Regions from separate parts of the Mus musculus genome. Here region 2 is linked to region 1. A link is a contact called in public HiChIP or PLAC-seq data. All regions are on one chromosome and are shown on one strand. The core of a region is the stretch at or near the end of the contact, and the rest is flanking DNA. Distances in the headings are between cores, read along the strand shown. Region 1 holds the start of Iyd (iodotyrosine deiodinase). Region 2 holds the start of A330032P22Rik (RIKEN cDNA A330032P22 gene).

Region 1 (6,506 bases), core at 1,807-4,306:
GGGAAGATGATATTCTGGGCTGAGAGAAGATCATTTTGTGGGTATGATTGACTTGGGAATTTTTTCCAATGTCTTAGTTACGTAGTTGCAAAACATGAAATATCATGCATGTATAATACAAGTTATATTAATCAATACTCCCATACCCTGGAATATTAAAATAGGCAATTTGCTCAACAAGATCTTATCAAGAATTTATAAATAAATAAGCATGATTTCTATATCCTTAGAGCTTATATATGCAAACAAACCAATAAGTATGTTTAAGGATAGAATAATAAAATGTAACCATCCCAATGGAGTATATATATACATTTTTTAATGAAGTTATAGAGATTTGGAGGAATGACCCAGGCAAGGAAAACAAGGGACAGGAGTCGGGGTTCTGAGGCTGTGAAGGAATCTGAGCTGTCAGCATCTGAGGCAGATAAACAGCAAGATGGCTCAGTTGGTAAAGGTGACTGCCACCAAGCCTGACAGGCTGAGCTTAATCCCAAGGACTCTCATGGTGAGAGGAGAGTGCCGACTCCTCAATTTGTCTTCTGACTTACATACATGCATGACATGGCATATACATGCCTGCATACACAAACACACCAAAAATATCACAGAACAAGTAAAAAGAAATGAAGGTTGTTCGGTGTCTAATGATGTTTTCAGTGAATAAAAACATTGAATTTTATAATACATGTTTTTAATAGTCTGTTGGGAAGAGTGACAGTGGAAAGGATGTGTTTCAGGCCAGTGTGAGCAGCTGAAAGGTATCATGGCTGAGTCTCACTGGACAAGGGAAGGGAGGCCTTTCACAGAACGTGGAGTAGCCCAAAAGGCAGGGTGTGTGGGCCCATGGAATGTGCTTCTTGTGCACATGTGGACTAAGGTTTGGTGTCACAGAAGGCCACCCACGGGAAGTAAGCAGAGGACTCTAACATGCTTATGGAGAGGCATCTTAGACAGAGACAAGAACCAAGAACGCTCAAGAAAAGCCACACAGAAGCTGTGCCCATATCTTACACAGGGAGGATGCTAACTTGGCCCATCAGGGAAGCCGAAGGAACAACAGATTCCCAACCCATCATGGTGACAAAACTCAGGGGACTTGCTTCCTGGCAGAGAAGGAAAAGGGTCCTCTCTGTTTCTGGTTTCAGGAGCTGGGTAGTGGGTAGACCATTTCCTGAGAAAAGGCAGACAGCAGAGACAGCAGTGGAGAGCTAGCAGGAACCTCCTAAAAACAAGCAGGGCCACTTCTCACTGCTCTTGAACTCCTGACTGCTCCCAGGAATGTGGCCTTGAGAGGGAAGAAATCTACCTCTGAATTTCTCTTTTTAAGCCTCCTCTGTTCTAGGCTTTTCTGTGAGAAAGGCTACCCAGCCAAAAGCTCTATGCTTGGACCCTGGAAATAGACTGCCAGAGTCCTACCTGCCTGGGTAGGCAGTACCCTACTACAGCCTCAGTCTCCTGCAATAGTGATAGTAGTGATAGTAGTGATAATGCCTACCTCATTGTATTACCATGAAGACGAAGGGCTTACTCTATATGATGTGTCACCAGCTGGGTCCACTGCATGCTATGTGAGTGTGTTGTGGTCCTCAAGACTCTTCAACCATGTCATCTTCTTTCTGTAGCATATCTCTCTACCATGTCCCTCTTCTCTTCAGGTGTCTCCCAAGTTCTGTCCTCAGTCTTCTCTCTCACAGTACCCACTTGGTGATTATTTCTCTAATCTCTGAGTACCTCCTCAAGTTGATGTGTTCTGACCATTGTTTTATTTAACATCATGAATATGATAAATGCAGCACACCCTTACAGTGTCCCCTAAATTGGATCTTTCTGCCCTTGTCCATGGATGACAGTGACTCAGCCACTCCCTCCATCTTCCCCAATATCTAAAATCTGATGCTCTTCACTGTGACTTGGGCATCCACTACCCTCCCACCAAAGCATTGCTCATCAAACCTTAGAACAGATGTCGGGGTTAAGGACAGTGCTTCTCTGTGGTAAGGGAAGTACTTCCCAAGTGGGACCAGATACCCTGCATATCAGATATTTACATTACAATTCATAACGCTAACAAGATTACACTTATAAACATATCAGCGAAAGTAATTTTACAGTCGCAAATCACTCTAATGTGAGGAACCGTATTAAAGAGTTGCAGCATTGGGAAGGCTGACAAGCACTGGTCTCATGCCAGCCACAGCCAGCCCTCTCTGCCTCACTTCTCCGTCTGCACATCTTTCACCTTCCAGGAATCGCTCCTAGGCATTAGAACATGGGTGCTGGCTTTGTGCGCCTCCTGACACAGCTTGCCCCTGCTGCTCACACCTCTACCCTCGGGTCAGCTTTGCTCTTTCCCAATGCCCCAGCAGACCCCCAAGCCTTTCCTAAACACCTTATACTAGTTCCACAGGGCTTGTCCGTTTCCTTATTTTACCTCATTCCCTAAACCGGACCCTTTTCTTGCTGGGCATGGGCCACTCCTGTCTCTAAGGCACAGGGCCTGGCATAAGAGAAAGTACCCAATCCCTAGACGGGTCACGTTCTCAGTTTCAGCATTCCTAATCAAAACCTGGCCATGCTCGCTGTCACTCTGTACAGAGACTCTGCCTCCACCCCCACCCCTGAGACAGAAGGTGTTGACCTGCAGAGGATCTGGGCTGGGAGAGATCTTAGCTTCCATGACTTCGGACTGGGTAGAGGCTGGTACCGGCAAGTGCCCTGAGATGACCATCCTTGCTATACACTGTTCTGTTTTCACAACAGAAGCGAAGGTTTGCCAGCATGGCTTGCTCTCTGAATCCTGGGCATCAGTTCGCACCATCGCAAACACATGCAGGGCAAAGCCCTGGGCACCGCAGGGGTTGTTACCTTCTTCCACTTGAAGGTCTTCTGTGCTGTCTTTCAAGTCTTCATCCACCCAGGGCTGAACTTGAGCCTCCTCCTTCTTTTTCTCTAGGTTCCTGTCGGCATTTTTAAAGACCCATACAACCAAGATACAGACAACTGCTACCAAGACTGGGGTGAGGAGAAACATGGTCTGAAGTCCGACCTGGAATGTGTGCGCTTTCCCACACTGGCATTTATACAAACAGATGGAAGCAGGGAATGCTGGGAGTAGATGTAGAAACGGGGAGGAGTGCCAGGGAGGGAGCAAAGTACAAACTCAGACTCCGTGAGGACTTTGCAAAGGAGCAAAGCTCACAGTTGGGTGCGTGTGGGATTGGTCCTGCTCTGACGCATGCAATTTTAAAACTGTGCACTTGATCAGTATATTTTCAGACATCAATGACCATGGGGTGCATTAAGCACTGTAATGTGCTACATTGCTGGTGGTGGTTTTAAAGAAAAAAAGCATTTGACCTTTCTCCTATTTAACTATTCTCTCAAAGCATCTTCAACTGCCTGAAGCTAGGAATTGCCCAGAGAGCTAATTTTTTAAAAGGGCAGATTTATAAATGTAGGTTCTGATATCCTGAAAGATAATTTCCAGAAAGAGGCTGTCAACGTGCATTTTTAACAACATATGTAAGAGGCACTGCCCTGAGGCTGTAAAAAAAAAAATTAACAGCCATGCCAACATATGCAACAGAGAAGAAAGGCTATGTTTTACATTAAAGAAAGATTTTAATCTGGAAAAAGTGATGCAAACAGTTTGAAATGACTATATCTAAGCTTGAGGCTTTTTGTTTTTTGTCTTAGTTTTTATCTTTGCCTATGCCTCTGTTGTTCAGGCTGTCAGAACACAAATGTCATTGGTTGAGTGACATAAATAACAGAAACACGTGTCTCACAGTTCCAGAGGTTGAGATGTCCAAGCCCCGGGGACCAGCAGGTTTTGTTCCTCCTCGCTTGTATTGTTCTCACAGCTGGGGATGAGGGAGGAAGGAAGGATGGGAGAGAGAACCATTACTCACAGAAAGCTTCCCTTGTGGCTCCTCCATATTCCACGTACTAAATCACAGGTGCTCCCCAAAACCTCATGTCATAGATCCCGCTACTGCTCCCATTTTCACTCATATGAATGAGGCATGAATAGGTCAAATGACATGCCAAAGCCATTAGAAGATAAATGGGACATAAGCAGCCTGAGTCCATGCTGGGTACGTCTGCAGTGTGGACTAGAATTCTTAGCTAAGATCCTGCGGTGTTGAGCCTGCCTGGGTAACAGGGGAAAGCTGGGACAAGGATTTTATGTGCTAGTACAAGAGACATTGCTGCCTGGCTGCCAAGGTTCACACTCAGCTCTGGGAGCTCACCGAAAAGAGATTTTTAAAAAAGCACAGTGCAGGGGCAAGAAGTCTGGCAGCTGTAACAGCAGCAGGATGGGCAGAGCAGTGTGGAGATCAGACAAGGCTTCCAGAGGGAAGAAACTTTGACTCTAGAATTTGAAACCCACCCAAGTTCCCGACCTGGTGCATCTGCAGGTCTCAGAGTACAGGGGAGGGGGAGGGTGGGCCCTGTGAATTCCGCCAATTTTCACCTGCGCTGGACCCAGTGAGCTTCCTCTAACCCTAACACCTCCTCAGTGACCAGGCCTCCAGCTTCTGATAGTGTCGGTACAGAACAATGCTTCAGCTGCCAATGTAATGTACACTTGTACAGGAACAATGTGGCTTCCCTTGAGGAACAGGATCTGTGCCATAGGGTCACAGAACACCGTGTAGCTGATCTGAGGATGGGCCCTCTCTTCTCTTAGTACCTCTACAGCAGAGCTTCTTCACCTTCCTAATGCAGTGACCTTTTAATACACTTCCTCGATCCCCCCAACCATACAGTTATTTTCTTTGCTACTTCATAGCTGTATTTTGGTTACTGTTAGGAATCATAATGTAAATATCTATGTTTTCCGATGGTCTTTCGTTTGATCCCCAAAGGGTCATGACCCACAGTTGAGAACCACTGCTGTGAAGGCTCCTGGGCTACTTAGCTTCTGTACTTTGTCTTTATCCAGTGAGAAAAAGGAGAAGAGTGCCAAGGGAAGCTACAGGAGGAGATACTAGGCGATTCCCCACCGTCCTCCGTTGTTCCTCGTCTCTACAGACCGATCACCAGTTCTAATTCATCTTTTGAGGCTCCCGCTGCCACCTTGCAGACCACATCAGGAATGGTATTATTTATTCTAGAAGACACACCTCCCCAAACAAATATGCTGATGTTAATCCTATGAAGTCAGTCTGTGTTCCTGCTTCTCAAAGTCCCCAATGTTTGTTTGCAGAAGGCAAAGGGGGACAAAGGGGGGCTCTGTAGGAAAGAGGCTGCCCAGGGCATCGAGTGAGCCAGCAGAGCTCACAGGAGCAAACCAAGCTGTCTTGGTTGAGATCAAGTGCTCAGCAGCAACTGTGATGGCAACAATTTAAGGAAAAGCTGGAAGCAAGGCTGGGCTGAACTCTGTCCGTGATCTGATCTCAGATCAAATATGAAGTCAGGGAGACACAGGAACTTACAAGTCCATTTAAATAAAAAAGTCAGCTTCATCTATACACAAACCCCCTTCACTAATTCTACCCCACTCAAGAATATGTCTGTCTGACACTCGCTGAGTGGAATCATGCCTGCACTCATGATGTCTGTGTGCCAATGATAGTTAAGTCCTCCTCTGTTTGCATTATTCCATTGCGTCCACAGGATGAAACATTTTAAATTAAACTCCACTCTCTGAAAAACCAATCAACCAAGCAACCAACCAAACAAACAAGCAAACAGAGACTGAAGGGCTGGCTATGTGTCACTGGCTATTTAGAGGAGCAAGTTAGACCACAGTAAGACCTTAGTCCTAATAGGAACATCCCTTGGGGGCTTGTTAGAGATGCTAACGCCAGGCCAAATCCTAGGCCTAGTGGCTCAAACACCCTGAGGGCAGAGCTCAGCAGTCTAGTTTCCACAAGCCTTCAGGGTGACTCTGGTGCTGGCCAAAGTTTGAGAAAGACTAGACCAGAAGAAAGACACTCAACCATGACTTTACCCCAAATTCAGATTTTCCAGATTGCAGCCCCAACACCACTGAGATAAGCAGAACTTCCTGCCATTACGTGTTAACGGAGACGTTTTCCTACTGCATCTTTCAACCACACATAGTGTCTTACAGATGACAAACCACTGATAAACATCGATTAAGAGTGTTAAGGATGAAAATGGGTTTTCATGGTTTGTACTAAGATGACTCTCTGGTCACCTTAAATCAGGGACCAACAAAGGCTGTGACTGAGAAAGCAAACAGTAGCTTCTCCTGTAGCTTTTCTATGAATGCTTCGAATTCAGAAAGCAGACAATAGGAATCTCAACTCTGTGGGATCTCGCCAGTGCCAGATGTGACATCGTCAGACACTGGAGATTACACAGTGCAATCAAAGGTTACACTTCCCTCTCCAAGCAAACCACACATTCAAATCCATACTGAGTCCGCTCCTTATGTTCCCCATAGGAGAAAGGTGAGATCTCACAGGCTTGATCTGCTTTTTTTTTTTTTTTTTTTTTTTTTTAACCCTTTGGACATCTAAAGTATGCCA
Region 2 (6,506 bases), core at 1,326-3,825, 180 kb before region 1:
TGAGTCTTCTGGGTAAAAACACAAGAGTACTAGAGAGGCTGTGTAAATGGTCCAGTGGAACACTCATCTCAACACTGAACCAATGATCCCCTATGTGCTATGCAGTAGCGTGTTGCAACCTCCCTGGGCTTTCAAAACCAAAGAAACTGAAAGGCCTTTTCTTTGGAAAAGGAAAACTCCGTCAGACAAACAAGGCATGCACAGAGACCCTTTGGTTAGGCTTGGTTGGGGTCCAGCTTCTGACAGGGTGTGACTCCATAGCCCTGTCACCACTGGCTTCTGACACTTCAGAGGGGCTGTCAGAAGCCACTTAGGGTAAGCTTTTGGGAACAGGCCTCTGATTCTTCCCTTTAGCCAGGGATGGGGTGATGTGGAGAGGAGCCTGGGCAAAGGGTGAGGTCTCTAGTTGCACTGTCTAGAAAGAACTGCAGAGCTGCAGGGTGAGGCTCCCAGAGTCTCTGCTCCCTGCTGTGGGAATTAACAGAGCTCTGCCATCACACCTGTGAGACACTCTGGGGTGCTGCTGCCTGTGACTGTCATTTTCTGGCATGACTAATGTAACAATTAAACTTATATTCTCTTAGATCTTCAGGGTTTTCATCGCCTAGAGATAAATATTCCACATGTATCTTCAATATTTTAGTATGGGTTTTAAAGAGAAGCAGGAGTTAAGTGACATTGGTGTCTTGTCATTTGCAAAAGTGGAATAATGGGGACACAATTTTATCTCATGTATGTGTTCTTTCTTTTACAACAGAATTTCTTGATATTGATCTGTGACATCACAGCCTAGAGTCTCTAACCTGAAGACAGCTTCCGTCTTCCTTAGATGGAGAAGTAGGTCTTGGGAAGCCAAGGACTGTCTCACATCCAGAGCCAGGTACCTTTTGCATGTTGTTAGAATATCACAACATGCGACCCACTTGCTGATGAGACATGAGGCTTGGTTCCATGCAGGGATGGGCTGCCTCCTCACTGTACTAGCAAGGTCATGGAAGAAACTGATCCTGAAGATTGTGATCACTCAGAAAGAAATCTTGGAGGAAGGTTGGGATTTGCAGTGTTTCCCTGTTCCTAAGTTATCCTGGGCATTGTAACTTCAGTGGAAATCCTTCCAAAGACATGGTAGAAGAAAAACATCAGCATACCTGTTCTGCCAATATTTCTGAGTTATGCTAATATCCATGTAGTAACCCAAGGGTGGCCTGACAGCCAGTTGGGTCTATCACCTGGAACCCATTTATGAGGACTTTTACCATCTCCATAAATCCAGATCCCAAGGAAATTTATCTTTGTTCTTTACAACAAAGGCAAAAGAATTTCTTTAATATTTGACAATCACCAATATGCCATTTTATTGAAATTTTTTAAAAAAGAAGACAAATTATCAGGGGAAAGCAGCATCCCTTTAGCTCACACTCAGATGAGGGCATCTCAGGTTCAACTAGTCATGCCTCTTTAAGAAGTAGAACTAGTAGTTAGTTTACCAAGAATGAAGGCTTATCTTTAGTGAGGACGACAGGACATTGTATCGGAATGAACTTTCTGTCTCCTATATTATGAGAAGGCATGCTTCATCCTCCAAGTCCATAAGAACATATGACACAGATACATATGTTCAGCTACATAAAGATATAGTAAAGAATTCTGGAATTACATATAGCACGATACTAATAATAGTTGACTCAATGGAGAAGGGAGGGGGATGAGTGGGGAAACACACCTGCAACATAAATATATCATCAAGGGGGCTTCAGCCTTCTTTATATCATGTTCACATTTTACGTAGAGAAGAGTTTGTAATCTCTGACTTATTTCAAGACACTGCTCTATAGGCCCTCCAGTTATTCTCACCCCCAACAAGGAGTACAGCTGAATAATTCAGATTTTGTACGACACATGTATGCATATATGTGTCCTGAACAGAGTTTTATATCAGTAACAAGAGAAAGCAGCCTGCTGAAGCTGGTTATAATTAGAAGCATTATGCTCTGTGTGGAGGCCTTCCACAAATAGGTAACAATACAGTCCCTTCCTCCTCTATGGAGAATGCTGCCCCTAAGTCCGAGTTCTGGCTCTCGATTGAAAGCCATTGTTGCAGGCTCCAGTCTGTCTAGCTTCAGTCCAGATAGGAGGCTAGGAAAGTCCCTCCATCCACTTCGAAGGAGGAGCTGATTCTCAGAACCACAGGAAGAGGAGTCGGGGAGAGAAACGGAAGGAAGCTGGCAACCCCTCTTCCCTGCTCTCAGGCCTTCCTGCTTCCCAAACCCATTCAGCGCAGTCCGAGGTGACCAGCACCCTTCAAGCACCAGCGGAAGGAACTGCCCTCCAATTTCCTGAGGGTTCCGTACCTCCCCAAAGCACAGCATGTCTGTTCTTCTGCCTACTGCGATCCTGCATGTCCTTCAAGGCACAGCTCTGATATCAGAACCAGCGTTTAGCCTCCCTCCATGTTCTTGGCCAGCTGTCACTGTTGTCTGGCCAGTTCCCTTCCCACGTTTAGGTATGATCAAGTGGATCTGAAGAGAAGCGATTGTAAACTCACCGTGCTCAAAGTCCTCATCCCATGTGACACAGATGGGAAGGGCTTGGCTCTGGACACAGAGCCTTGGCATCCTGTTAGATTTTCCTGTGGTGGCCCTAGAGATTGGCTCCCCACCAGGCAGAGCGGAGTGGAGAGTCAGCCTTCCCTGAGTAGCTCTTTGCTGTAGGCTTTCAGGAAAGTCTCTTTGATCTTCAGTGTGGGAAGGAAAGGGGTGGTACTCTTCAGCGAGAGACTATAGTAACAACGATCTACTCCTGGCTTTGTCAGGGTCTCAAGAGAACGAAAATCCTCCTTTGGTCTCCAGCAAGGAGTGGGGGCAGCATCTGTCTGAGAGTGGAGCCTACAGTCCAGGGACCTGGGCTGGAATCCTGGATTCCCTCTTCTACAGGTTGAGATCCCTGAGCTGCTAACTTAAAGGTTCTGGACTCCAGTTTCATCTTCCTATCTAAGAAGCAGGGAAGCAACTGGATCTCCTCAGAGAGCAGCTATGGGGTCCTTAAAGGCAAAGAGCTTTAATTAGCATATGATGCAAGATTGAAGAAATCCCACATTTTTATTAATGTGTTAGTCCAGGTTCTCTAGAGAAATAGAACTTAAAGAATGACTTTGTATGTATGTATGTATGTATGTATGTATGTATGTATGTATCTACCTCTCATTCATCTATTAGCTATCATTCATATATTTATTATGTATTTTTTATCATCCATTATCTATCATTCATATACTTATTATCTACCACAAATCTATTTATCATCTATCTATCTAAGGCATTTATTAGAGTGGCTTACAGGCTGTGGTCCAACTAGTTCAACAATGCTGTCTACCAGCTGAAGGTCCAAGAACCCAGTAGTCGTTCAGTCCAGGAAGCTGGATATCCCAATTGGTTTTTAGTCTATGCCAGAATCCTGAAGAAGTAGGCTCTAATGACAATAAATAGTCTTGTTAGCAAGAACTAGAGCAAGCATACAGAGAGCAAACTTCCTTCTTCCATGTCTTTTAAATACACTGCCAGCAGAAGGTGTGGCCCAGACTAAAGAAGGATCTTCCCTCTCAAAGGTCCAGATTAGAAGTGGGTCTTTCTACTTCAAATAATTTAATTAAGAAAAATACTTTGTCACAAGTATGTCCAGCCATTCGGGTTTTAGTTAGTCCAGATGTAGTCAATTGGACAACCAAGAAGAGCCATCACAACTAGATGAAACAAACAAACAAACAAACAAACAAACCCCTCTGCTGTCTGACTAATAGGTCAGGATGAGGTGTTTTTCAAGGGGTCTTGCTAGGGATCTCCACACCAGACAGACACTGGCTCTGGAGCAGGCATGTTCTCTTAACCCTCAGGAGCTCTTTGAGGCCAGCTGCAGATTTGAGTTGTACCAGCCCTTCTTCCCTGTTCTTTCTTCTTTATATGGTGTGTGTGTGTGTGTCTGTGTATGTGTGTGTGAGTTGAATGATCCTGTTATATGCCAGATGTATACACTCTGACTCATTTTATTGGAAGTTACTGAGAAATGAGTTAAATCAGCAATAGTTTGGAATGCTCTATTTACTTAACTGATACCCTGTAGATACTACTAATTGGATAGATGGAAGTTTAGGAGTAGAAGGCATCAGGCTAGCCCCAAGCCATTCCTCCAGGCACTTGGAACTACCCCACAGAGTGACTCAATACTCCCTATTTGTAAATCCCAGACTTGATGCCGAGATATATGGAACAAACTCATTTTCTGCACCCCATGGAGGAGAATTTGAAAAGCCATTAATGTGACCCATTTCTCACCAATTTTCAGTGAGTTCTATAACATCTTGGAATTTTTAACAAGAATAACATCTTTCTTTTAGTTGTTATTCATAAGCTCAAAGTCGATTTTCAGCGATTTTGACCATTTTCTATTTGGTCTAATTTCACATTTACACCATCATTTGCTACTATCGGAAACAATTTGTTGAGGAACTGGTAAGAAAAGACAAGGACAATATGAACTGAGCAGACTGGGAGGGTGCAGGGCACTAACACTTGTATCATCAGCAGCACCTGTATCCCAGTGATTTTAAGGGGATCCTCAGTGACGAGTTAAGCATAGTCTCTTACCCATTCTGCAGATGGGAAAGTTGGAGTATAAGGGTCATCTGGCTCCCTTTGTGAACTCTGTTGTTATAGAATTTATGTCTGGTTCCTAGTTATACTGCCTTACATTGGAGGAAGTGAAGGTAGAGGGCTTTAGAACCAGAGAAGGTGAGCTGGAGGTGAAGGCAAAAGATGACTGGCATTGGATATGCAGGAACGAAGCCAGCATAGCAGCTGGCCAACTGTCAGTACAGCTACAGCAACCAGCAGCACCCCTCTTTTTGCATGAGCTGAATCTCCTGGGATGCTGTGCCAAAGCCAACTCCTGCTGGAGAGCACGCTCTGTCACAGCTTTTGCTTTCTTCTGGGTCTGCTGCACTGTCCCACTCCTGCTGGGGACACCACTGCTTGTTGGCCTCTGTCCTGGGTCAGTGCACAACCCAGAATGATCTCTGATGACACTGGGAGAGGACATATGACCCATGCTAGTTAGGGGTCAGTGCTCTGTCTGGTGGAGCACAGGTTGTGTCAGAACAATGTGAGCAGGGCTTGCTGGAAAATGCTGACTATCATGGGCCCTGGCAGAGCAGACCCTTCACATGGCAGATAGACATCCCTCAATAGCTCAGCTCTCCCCGTTCCCACACAGCCACCCAGGACTCTGAATGGGCACATGGAGATCCAGGTCATCTGAAACCAACCATGGACAGTCTCCAGGTTATTTTCCCAAGGAAAGGGCTTGACTAACAGAAGAACAGTGTGTACTGTGGGAGGGTAAGAAATCTCCATGCCTTTTTGGTTTTCCCACTTCCTGCTTGTTACATGTGCACCTCCACTACTCAAATCTCTTTCCTTCACATTTACTTCTCTGCTTCTCTCAAGAAGAACAAAGACCAAAGTATGGCTACTTAGGTTCTTCTTAGAAAGGGGAACAAAAATCCATGGGAGGGGATATAGACAGGGAGGTGATATAGAGACAAAGTGTGGAACAGAGACTGAAGGAAAGGACATCCAGAGACCGCCTCACCTGGGGATCCATCTGATATACAGTCACCAAACCCAGACACTATTGTGGATACCAATAAGTGCTTGCTGACAGGAGCCTGATATAGCTGTCTCCTGAGAGGTTCTGCCAGTGCCTGTCAAATACAGAGGTGGATGATCTCAGCCAACCATTGGTCTGAGCACAACCAATGGAGGAACTAGAGAAAGGACCGAAGAAGCTGAAGGAGCATGCAGCCCCATAGGAGGAACAACAATATGAACCAACCAGTACCCCCAGAGCTCCCAGGGACTAAACGACCAACCAAAGAGTACACGTGGAGGGACCCATGCCTCCAGCTGCATATGTAGCAGAGGATGGCCTTGTTGGACACCAATGGGAGGAGAGGCCTTTGGTCCTGAGAAGGCTTGATGTCCCAGGGTAGGGGAATGCCAGGACAGGGAAGCTGGAGTGGGTGGGTTGGTGAGCAGGGGTAGGGGGTAGGGCATAGGGGGGTTTGGGAAATGAAATGTAAATCAAGAAAATATCTACTTCTCTGCTTCTCTTGGAACAACACACAATGGTAGTTTCCCTCTCTGTTTACCTTTGGTATCTTTTACCAATTAGCCCAGAAAACCAGAAATGTTTCAGACTGCAGGTCTCTTGTTTGTTGTGTGATCCTTAGACTTCTTGAATATTTGAAAATACATCACAGATTGCCTTGAGGATGGACCCCAGTCTCAAGGTGAAATTTACCTGGGTCTCATGTATACTTTATACTCACATACTTCAATGTTAGTTTAAAAAAATTATGTACATGAGGGTTTTACCTGCATATACATATGTACACCACATGCACACCCTGCACTGGCAAAAACAGAGCATTGGATCCCCTGGAAATAGAGTTA

What was found. HiChIP or PLAC-seq counts read pairs in DNA pulled down with a chosen protein or histone mark.
Region 2: an H3K27ac HiChIP or PLAC-seq map of hepatocytes shows a contact between it and region 1, with 6 times the contacts expected there. The contact joins the promoter of A330032P22Rik here to the promoter of Iyd in region 1. A contact is called at or near these places in 9 of 39 promoter capture datasets (the 3T3-L1 cell line, 3T3-L1-derived adipocytes, the HPC-7 cell line and 5 more), 2 of 484 Hi-C or Micro-C datasets (the HPC-7 cell line and liver) and 1 of 115 datasets of contacts at active chromatin or transcription factors (hepatocytes).

Annotation. Positions count from the first base shown.
Region 1 is chr10:3,536,824-3,543,329 of GRCm38.p6, reverse strand. It overlaps Iyd (iodotyrosine deiodinase), which reads right to left and starts at 3,056. Exons shown (of 5, transcript NM_027391.4): 1 at 2,869-3,056. The coding sequence starts at 3,034. It overlaps Gm30033 (a long non-coding RNA gene), which reads right to left. Exons shown (of 3, transcript XR_380041.2): 3 at 3,703-3,866.
Region 2 is chr10:3,714,227-3,720,732 of GRCm38.p6, reverse strand. A330032P22Rik (RIKEN cDNA A330032P22 gene) reads right to left here and starts at 2,575. Exons shown (of 4, transcript NR_169108.1): 1 at 2,546-2,575.